Linked DNA regions of Mus musculus: region 2 is linked to region 1. A link is a contact called in public promoter capture Hi-C data. All regions are on one chromosome and are shown on one strand. Each heading gives the region's core, a stretch centred on a gene start, on an enhancer-like site or on the middle of the called end of the contact. The rest is flanking DNA. Distances are from core to core; before and after follow the strand shown. Region 1 holds the start of Htr2c (5-hydroxytryptamine (serotonin) receptor 2C). Region 2 holds the start of Lrch2 (leucine-rich repeats and calponin homology (CH) domain containing 2).

Evidence for each region. Promoter capture Hi-C pulls out the DNA fragments that hold promoters and counts their contacts.
Region 2: a contact with region 1 is called in a promoter capture Hi-C map of embryonic stem cells. The contact joins the promoter of Lrch2 here to the promoter of Htr2c in region 1. A contact is called at or near these places in 12 of 39 promoter capture datasets (the 3T3-L1 cell line, 3T3-L1-derived adipocytes, cranial neural crest and 7 more).

The regions. Positions count from the first base shown.
Region 1 is chrX:146,960,436-146,964,228 of GRCm38.p6, reverse strand. It overlaps Htr2c (5-hydroxytryptamine (serotonin) receptor 2C), which reads right to left and starts at 1,716. Exons shown (of 6, transcript NM_008312.4): 1 at 1,155-1,716.
Region 2 is chrX:147,552,069-147,555,861 of GRCm38.p6, reverse strand. Lrch2 (leucine-rich repeats and calponin homology (CH) domain containing 2) reads left to right here and starts at 1,781. Exons shown (of 21, transcript NM_001081173.2): 1 at 1,781-2,184. The coding sequence starts at 1,812.

The DNA.
Region 1 (3,793 bases), core at 467-2,966:
AGGTAAATATTAATGAAGAACCTGTCAAGCACTAGCAGTGATTCTGAACTAAAGTAAATGTCCTTTAACTGCTGAATGTCGCCTGCTGTGTTTGTTGGAGGGGTGCCTGTCAATTAAAATAAGAGGTCTCAAGACCACAATGTGAAGTGTCTTAGTTATCTAGTACCATCTAACAGGAAGCAAGACGCAAAGGGCTCGGCGCAGAAAAGAAACAGACACACAGACATGTTTTGCAATGACGAACTTTATGTCGCACCAGGAACCAGCAACCTGTTCATGTTTAGCAATTCCGCGGTATGCTGTAAACACTGCTTTTCAGGTTAAGCTGAGCAAAGGAACGGGATAAAAGGCAGTCTTGGAGACTTTTCCACAGTCCTTTTAAAAATATAAAATTGTCACCAAATGACTTCAGTAAGCTAATAAAAGGGCTCGCTGAATACCCTTATACTATCCTCTTAAACTTACGTGACCATCAGCAACGCTGTTCAAATTCAGCCAGCAGCTGTTAGACCAAGACAGATCCGCAGTGTGTTATCTCCCAGAGTTACGAGTGTGTTCCCTGAGACCCGCCGAAAATGAGGGTCGGTTTCACCGAGAACATAATAGAGATCATTTGCAATCCCCCCAGCCCCGCTCCCATTACTTCAAACCCTGAGCCCCCTCCCACTTGGTCCGAGTCCGATTTCTTAATAAGGTGAACAGTTTGCACCCCCCTACTGGATTTCACCCTCCTCAGCCCAACCCCTCAACCTGAGACCCCCGCGTTCAGTTTTACTCCTCCTCCTTCCCACCCTTCCCTGTCCCCCTCCCCCTCCCATTACTTCTAGAGACCCCACCCCAGTCTTACTCTCACAGCTTTCCCTGAGAGCGAGGGTCTCTACATCCTTGCCTCCCTCTAGCGCCTACATCTCCAACCTGTCCTCCAACCTTCTCCAGAATCGGGTTGCATTAGAGATACCTGCGTTCTTGTCTCCTTCCAGAGACCCCCACCACCCCGCGATTTGAGCGCTCTGAGTCGCTCCCCGCCACCCTCCCGAACCAGCGCGGTCCTCCAGGCTGCAACCATCCGGGACCTGTCCATGCTCCCCTACCCCATCCTCCGCCCAAATCATTAAGGTCTCAGCTAGCAATGCCGCCCGGGGGCTCCAACTTACCACTAGCGTCCGGGAGGAAGACCAGGCAGGTCGCCGCGGCGGCAGCTAGACGAGAAACGGACTCGGCTGCAATCGCCCAGCGGAGCCCGCGGCAGTCAGTGCGCTGCTCTGAGCTGCGCGCCGCAACCTCGCTTCTCAGAAGACGGAAAGAAGGATGGAGGGAGCTCGGCGCGAAGGATAGCGCCGGCAAGTCGACCTCCTGTGGGCAACCTGCGCCCCCCGGAAAGGTTTGGCTGGAATTGTTTTACTACCCTACTCTAGCATAGTAACTGACACCTCCAGCATCTCCGCGCCAATCGCTTCTTCTTTCTTCTTTGAAGGCCCCTAACTAACTACACTATTCTAAGCGGACGAAGACCACCACCGGAGCACCACGACGATCTCCACGACGCCGACGACAATCGATGTGCAGAACGAAGAAAAGTTCATATGTAATAGGAAGGTAAGGGATAGACAGGCCAAAGGAGCAACCAAGATTAACAATCTTGCTGCTCCAAGGGCTCAATCATTAAGCCTGGTGCACCCAAGGAAGCTTCCTTGGTGAGAACCAGAGCACCTACCCAGAGCTGGTGAGGCTGCACCAGGCTCTTAGGCAAAACCAGGGATGAGGGGAGGAGTCACGAGGAGCGAAGAAGAGCCAATCAGTGCTCAGGGTTACACTGCTCAGGGCCTGTTTGGACCAGAATCCTAGTGCGTCTGGAATCTGCTGGCAGGGGACCCTGAGCTGTGGCGTAGGTGGGGAAGTGATTAATTTGATTCATAAGCCATAGGGACTCGGGGAAACTGAGGTCATCCATGGCACCAGACAGGAGATGGGGAAATTCTCAAGAATCGACCCTCAAAGATATAACTTTAAACACATACTGCAGAGACAGACAGACAGACAGACAGACAGAGACAGAGACAGAGAGACAGAGGCACTCAGAGAGACAGATGCAGAAATAGAGAGACACAGAGGAGAGACAGACAAGTAGAGAGACAGATATACGCAGATAAAGATAGAAATACAGACGGGGGGGGGGGTTTAGTTCCAGAAACAGACTTTCAAAATCTTATAAATTTTACTGGTTCATAAACTCCTTCAGAGGGTCTCCATTCTGACTGTCATTCTTCCCTTCATCAGGAACTACTGACTCTGACAGGATCAACCATTAAAGGCCACAAATCAGTTTGATGGCTGGCTTCCTTACTCTCACCCCTACTCTTAAATTCAAAAAGAGAAAGGAAACCCCTTGGCTTTCAAGGCCTAAGAAAGCATTTTTTTTAATTCCTTTTTGATGACACCCCCGCACACTCTGCTAAAAGCGTAGAGATAAGCCTTGAAGGTAGCTCACTCGGTTTTCTCTGGGAGCTGAAAATATCTCCAACAGAAATTAGGAGGCACAGTTAGTTGCCTAGCCTCTTTAAGGGCTATCAAGGCATAAACACAAAAGTAAGGTCAGGGAAGAAATAAAATCTCCCTTTCGACAACTGCCTGTACACTCAGCTGTAACTGGGCAAGCTGACCTCTTCACCATTAACTCTCAAGTACCAGTGAGCAGGTGCCTGCTGTGTCCAGGATGCAGCACAGAGGTTGGTCCTGGCCACCTGGCCAAGATACCTGAGTAACATGAAAAACAAGCCTAGGAGTGGAGATACATCCACAGAGAAAGATAGACCAGATTTCTATTCAGAGAGAGAGTCTAGGGGTGTTTGTGTGTGCGTGTGTGCGTGCGCGTGTGCGTGTGCGTGTGCGTGTGTGTGTGTGTGTGTGTGTGTGTGTGTGTGTGTGTGTGTGCGCGTGTGCTGTGTTAGCAACAGGGACAGCTACTTGGAGAGGTAAAGACTGTTTCCCCACTGCTGGGAGGTAGCTGGATCAGCGTAAGAGACTGGTACAGCTACTTGGGTCCTGAGGACAGAACAGTGATTATATAAAAGAGGTGGCAAAGGGTCGGTGTAGGGGCTTGAAGGTGCAAATCCGAAAACTGCAGAAAGGATGGCTGCAACTGTGGGACTATTGACCCCAAGAGGTATAGAAGTTTAGAATGGAGATAGAGTTGGGATAAATGAGAAGTTAGATCTCTTCTTTATTCTGGGTCCCCAGGTGCCAAATATTTTTCTGAGGTTTGTAATGGGAGCACTAACTGTATTGAAAGAAAGCCACCCAAGGATCGGGAGTCTCTCAGTCTTTAATGAATTCAAATACTTTGCAAGGCTTTGAAATTTAATTCGGCAATGAACCATCAGGACCACCACCCTCCCCTGCTCAAGGAAAAACCCCATTGCAGTTTGCTTGAAGCATCTGTTGAATGCTCCTGTATGGTGCTTGCTACACAGGTGGCGGCGACAGCGCTGCCAAGTCCGCGGACTGCACCACACTTGCATCTGTAGGATCGATTTGTTAGCGAAAAGTATTTTATAAATATCAAAGCGAAAACGTATGCTTTCTCTTTAAATAATTAAGCACTCATCTTTTAAAACTCTGCATTTTTTTATGCTTGCGAATATGGAATACTTTCATACTTTCTTTTCTATCGCGACTTCTGTTGACTATGTCAGAGGTTGAGACGTTTGTATTACTTCAAAATTGTACATATAAATCCCTATAACAAATTCACCATAGAATAGCTCACTGAGGGATTTGAAAAATATACCTTCAC
Region 2 (3,793 bases), core at 532-3,031, 590 kb before region 1:
ATTTTTTAAATGGGCATGTTGTTTGGGGATTATTATTATTATTATTATTATTTTTTTTTTTTGGTGCAGTACTGGTGGGTAAATCCAGTGTGGTACTGGTGGGTAAATCCAGGACCTAGCAAAAGTTCTATACTGATCTAAATCCCCACCTCCTACCAGTGTATTTAATAAATCATTTTCAATTGCTAATCACTGGTATAAAGTTCAGTTTAAGTCCTATTCTTTCTGTGATTCATGTCCAATGTGAGTGCAATATTCTCTCTCTCTCTCTCTCTCTCTCTCTCTCTCTCTCTCTCTCTCTCTCTCTCTCTCTTTGGTTTTTCGAGACAGGGTTTCTCTGTGTTACCCTGGCTGACCTGGAACTCACTCTGTAGACCAGGCTGGCCTCAAATTCAGAAATCCACCTGCCTCTGCCTCCCAAGTGCTGGGATTAAAGGCGTGTGCCACCACTGCTGGGCCATGCAATTTTTTCTTATCATATTCATTTAAAGTAACCCTCTATGGCCACAAAGTCACTCAGCCAAATTGCTTTTCTTCCCTATATTGTTTTTCAAAGTATATAGCCTATGGCAGATCAATTTCCTTGGTGCATGCAGTCTTCTCTAAGACTGTGGTATGTTGTTCAAATTTACAAAGATGTGAATCATGTGCACAAGTTATTGGAATTAATGATAAAGGGACATGCCAGAGCATTCTAATTGTTTTCCCCAATAATCTCATTGAGTATTAGGGAAGGGAGCTGGAGGCTCATTGGGAGAGAAGTAGGTAGTGGAAATCTGAGCAGCAGCTGAAAGAGCTCACTACCTATCTGCCTACAAAGATTGTGGTCAGATTATGGAGGCACCACAATGTCTTATAATCGACTTTCAACTTTCTTTGGCCTCTACATTAAAACGTCTCTTTAAGTTGTAAGAAGGAACTCCTAAATCCCAAGATGGATTGGCTTCAAATCCCAGCATCAAATCGTCAGAATGCCATTTAAACTAAAACCTGTATTTCAAAAATTCTTTCCAAGGTTGTTTGATGATCAAAGCGCTTTTATCATCCAATGCTGACGTGATGAGACGAAACTGGAGATATTTTGGAGTTCTTGGAACAACTTCAAAGAGTCATAGAACAGAATGTGGAGACCTCTCTTTCCAAGTTTGGAAGGCAGCAGTTTGGCTGAGACTCACTGCAAGGAGAGCCTTCCTTGAAAACATTTAAGGTCTTTTCCTACTTTGGGCTTCTAAAGGCTAGCAGAATGCAAGTTATGCCTTATTCTCAATACGGTTCTCATTTTCCTCTCCAACCCTTCTTTTAGTATATTTGCACTGAAAGATGATTCTTGAGGTATTTGTAGGAAGTATCTCAGGTCAGTTGCCTCCTAATCCTCCCAAGAGCTGTTTCTATACATTTTGAAAGAAGTCCTTTTATTCCCCACCTCACATTTTGTGTTTTGTTTTTGTTTTGCAGAAGGAAAAGGCAAAGCACTCTGAGAGACTTGGGAGCAGGGGGAGGAGGCGCAGAGCTCAAGAGACTTCCAGTTAACCTGGTACCTCTTAAGACTTTGGTACCCAAAGCAGCGGACCCTGGATTTAGCATCCTTCCTCGGATCCTCGGTTGTTTTTTTTTTTTTTTTTTAACAAACGTTGAGCACGTTCCAGCGTCCTCTGTGTGCGCGACACCTCATAGCCACTGGCCCGGGGTTCCTTCCTACCATCTCCCTCGCCCCCCCTCCCACCCTCAGCCTGCGCATGCGTCCTAAGAACCCCCTCCACTCGCGGCCCAGGCTCCGAGTATTGTCGGGGGCTATTCTCTCTCCCAGGAACATGGCGGCGAGTCAGGGAGGCGGTGGGAACAGTGGGGGCGGCGGCTGCAGTGGAGGTGGAAGTGGCGGTGGCGGTGGCGCGGCTGGAGGAGGAGGTGGTGGTGGTGGAGGAGGAGGTGGGGGGGCCGGGGCGGGAGGAGGTGGCGGCTGTGGCGGGACCGTGGCGGTGCCCATCCCGGTACCGACTCTTTTCGGTCAGCCGTTCCCCAATGGGCCGCAGTGGCACCCGGGGAGCTTGCAGCCGCAGCACACGGTGAGGAGCCTGGACCGGGCCCTGGAGGAGGCGGGGAACTCTGGCATCCTGAGCCTCAGTGGCAGGAAACTCAGAGAGTTCCCGGGCAGCGGTTACGACCTGACGGACACCACCCAAGCAGGTGACAGGCTGGGGGGAGGGGAAGCGGGGCCTGGAAGGAGGATGGGGAGTGGGTGGCTGCGTGGCTGCCTTGGAGTCTGCTGGCCCGGCGCGCAGAGGCGGCGGGAGTCCCGGAATCCTAGCAGCCTCCTGTGACTGCAAAGGGGCAATGCAGGCAGCGGGAAAGAGGGGCGCCAGTAGCCCAGGGATGATGGAGAGCTGGCTGCGATGTTAGGGGCATTATTGTTAGAGAGTTGCGTGCATACAGGCAGAAGGGACTTATTGACACCTTCCTTAATGCACTTCTTGCAACTCTTGGTCTTATCTTTCCCTACCTCAACTGTGAGTAGGTGGGAGGCAGTGAGGGGGAGTTGAGAACAGACAATGCAGAATATCATAATCTCTACTTATTCCTTGAAGGCATCCATGCCTGCACGAATGGCATAGTCCTTTTTAGAGTCAGGTTTGCTGTTTGTGGTCTTATGGTGGATTTGTTTAATCATCTTAGGGTATTTTTGGCTTCTTTCCCCTCATGTATGCCTTATAGAGTGTTTTCTATTTTATCTTATTTTATTTATTCATTTTCCTGGCGTTGAGAGGTGATGGTGGCTAGATTAGTATTTGTTGTAGTAGCAAATTAAATCATCAATCACTTAAGGGTTTGGTTATTGGGTGAAAGGCAGTCCAGATTTGAATGATGTTAGTTTTAATTTTTATAGCAGAAATCAAAAGAAATGAGCATTTTTGAGAAAAATATTCCATTTCTTATGGAGTTGATGGTTAATGGATTATCCTATACTCTGTGTTCGTCTTTGTTGTGGCTGGTATTTTTGCTGTTGTTACGAATTCGCTCTCCTTCTAAAGCTGTGCAGCTTATTTTTAGCTTTGTTTAGGTTTGCTGAAAGTTTTTTTTTCCTTCTCATGATCTTTAATTCTTTATTTATGTACCCCATATACTCTGCTGAAATGAATTATGCACCAAAATATTAGAAGTGATGTAGTGATTTTGAAGCAACATAGTAAGTAAATTCATGCGTAGTAGGAAATAGTAAACAACCTTATTTACAAACCAGACAAATTGAGTGCATTCAGTTTCTAGACATCAAATCAAGATGCATGCACTGGCAGAGGATGGAAGAGGAAGAAAACCTCAAATGAAGCTTCCTAGTCAATAATCCTCTTAGGCGTTAGCCTCAGGAATGCATAATCAAGACCTGATTTTGTATTTTGGAAAGCACATTTGAATGTTTACACCTTTACCAAGAACAGATTGTCCAAACAACTCTATTCACATACTCATGGTGAGGTACTGACAATATATGCTCCTTGGTGTGTTTTTACAAAAGCTTCAAGAAAAATGGCTCCATGATGCATTCTTATAGGAATTGTTTTTCTTACTGTTTTTTTCTTTTCTTTTTTTAACCCATAAAGGTTCCTTCATTCTACCTGTGGGACAAAGTTTAAGCATCTTAGCTGTCACTGTCTGGCCCCAGGTTAATTATTGCAACCTTATCTCCACAAATGTTTCTGCCTTCTGTTCCAACTAGGTCAGCTTGCTGCCCTTCAAATGTGTTTGTGTAATTTTGCCTCATATTCATGAAGGTTCTCAGTATGCAGGAGGTTTTCTAAGA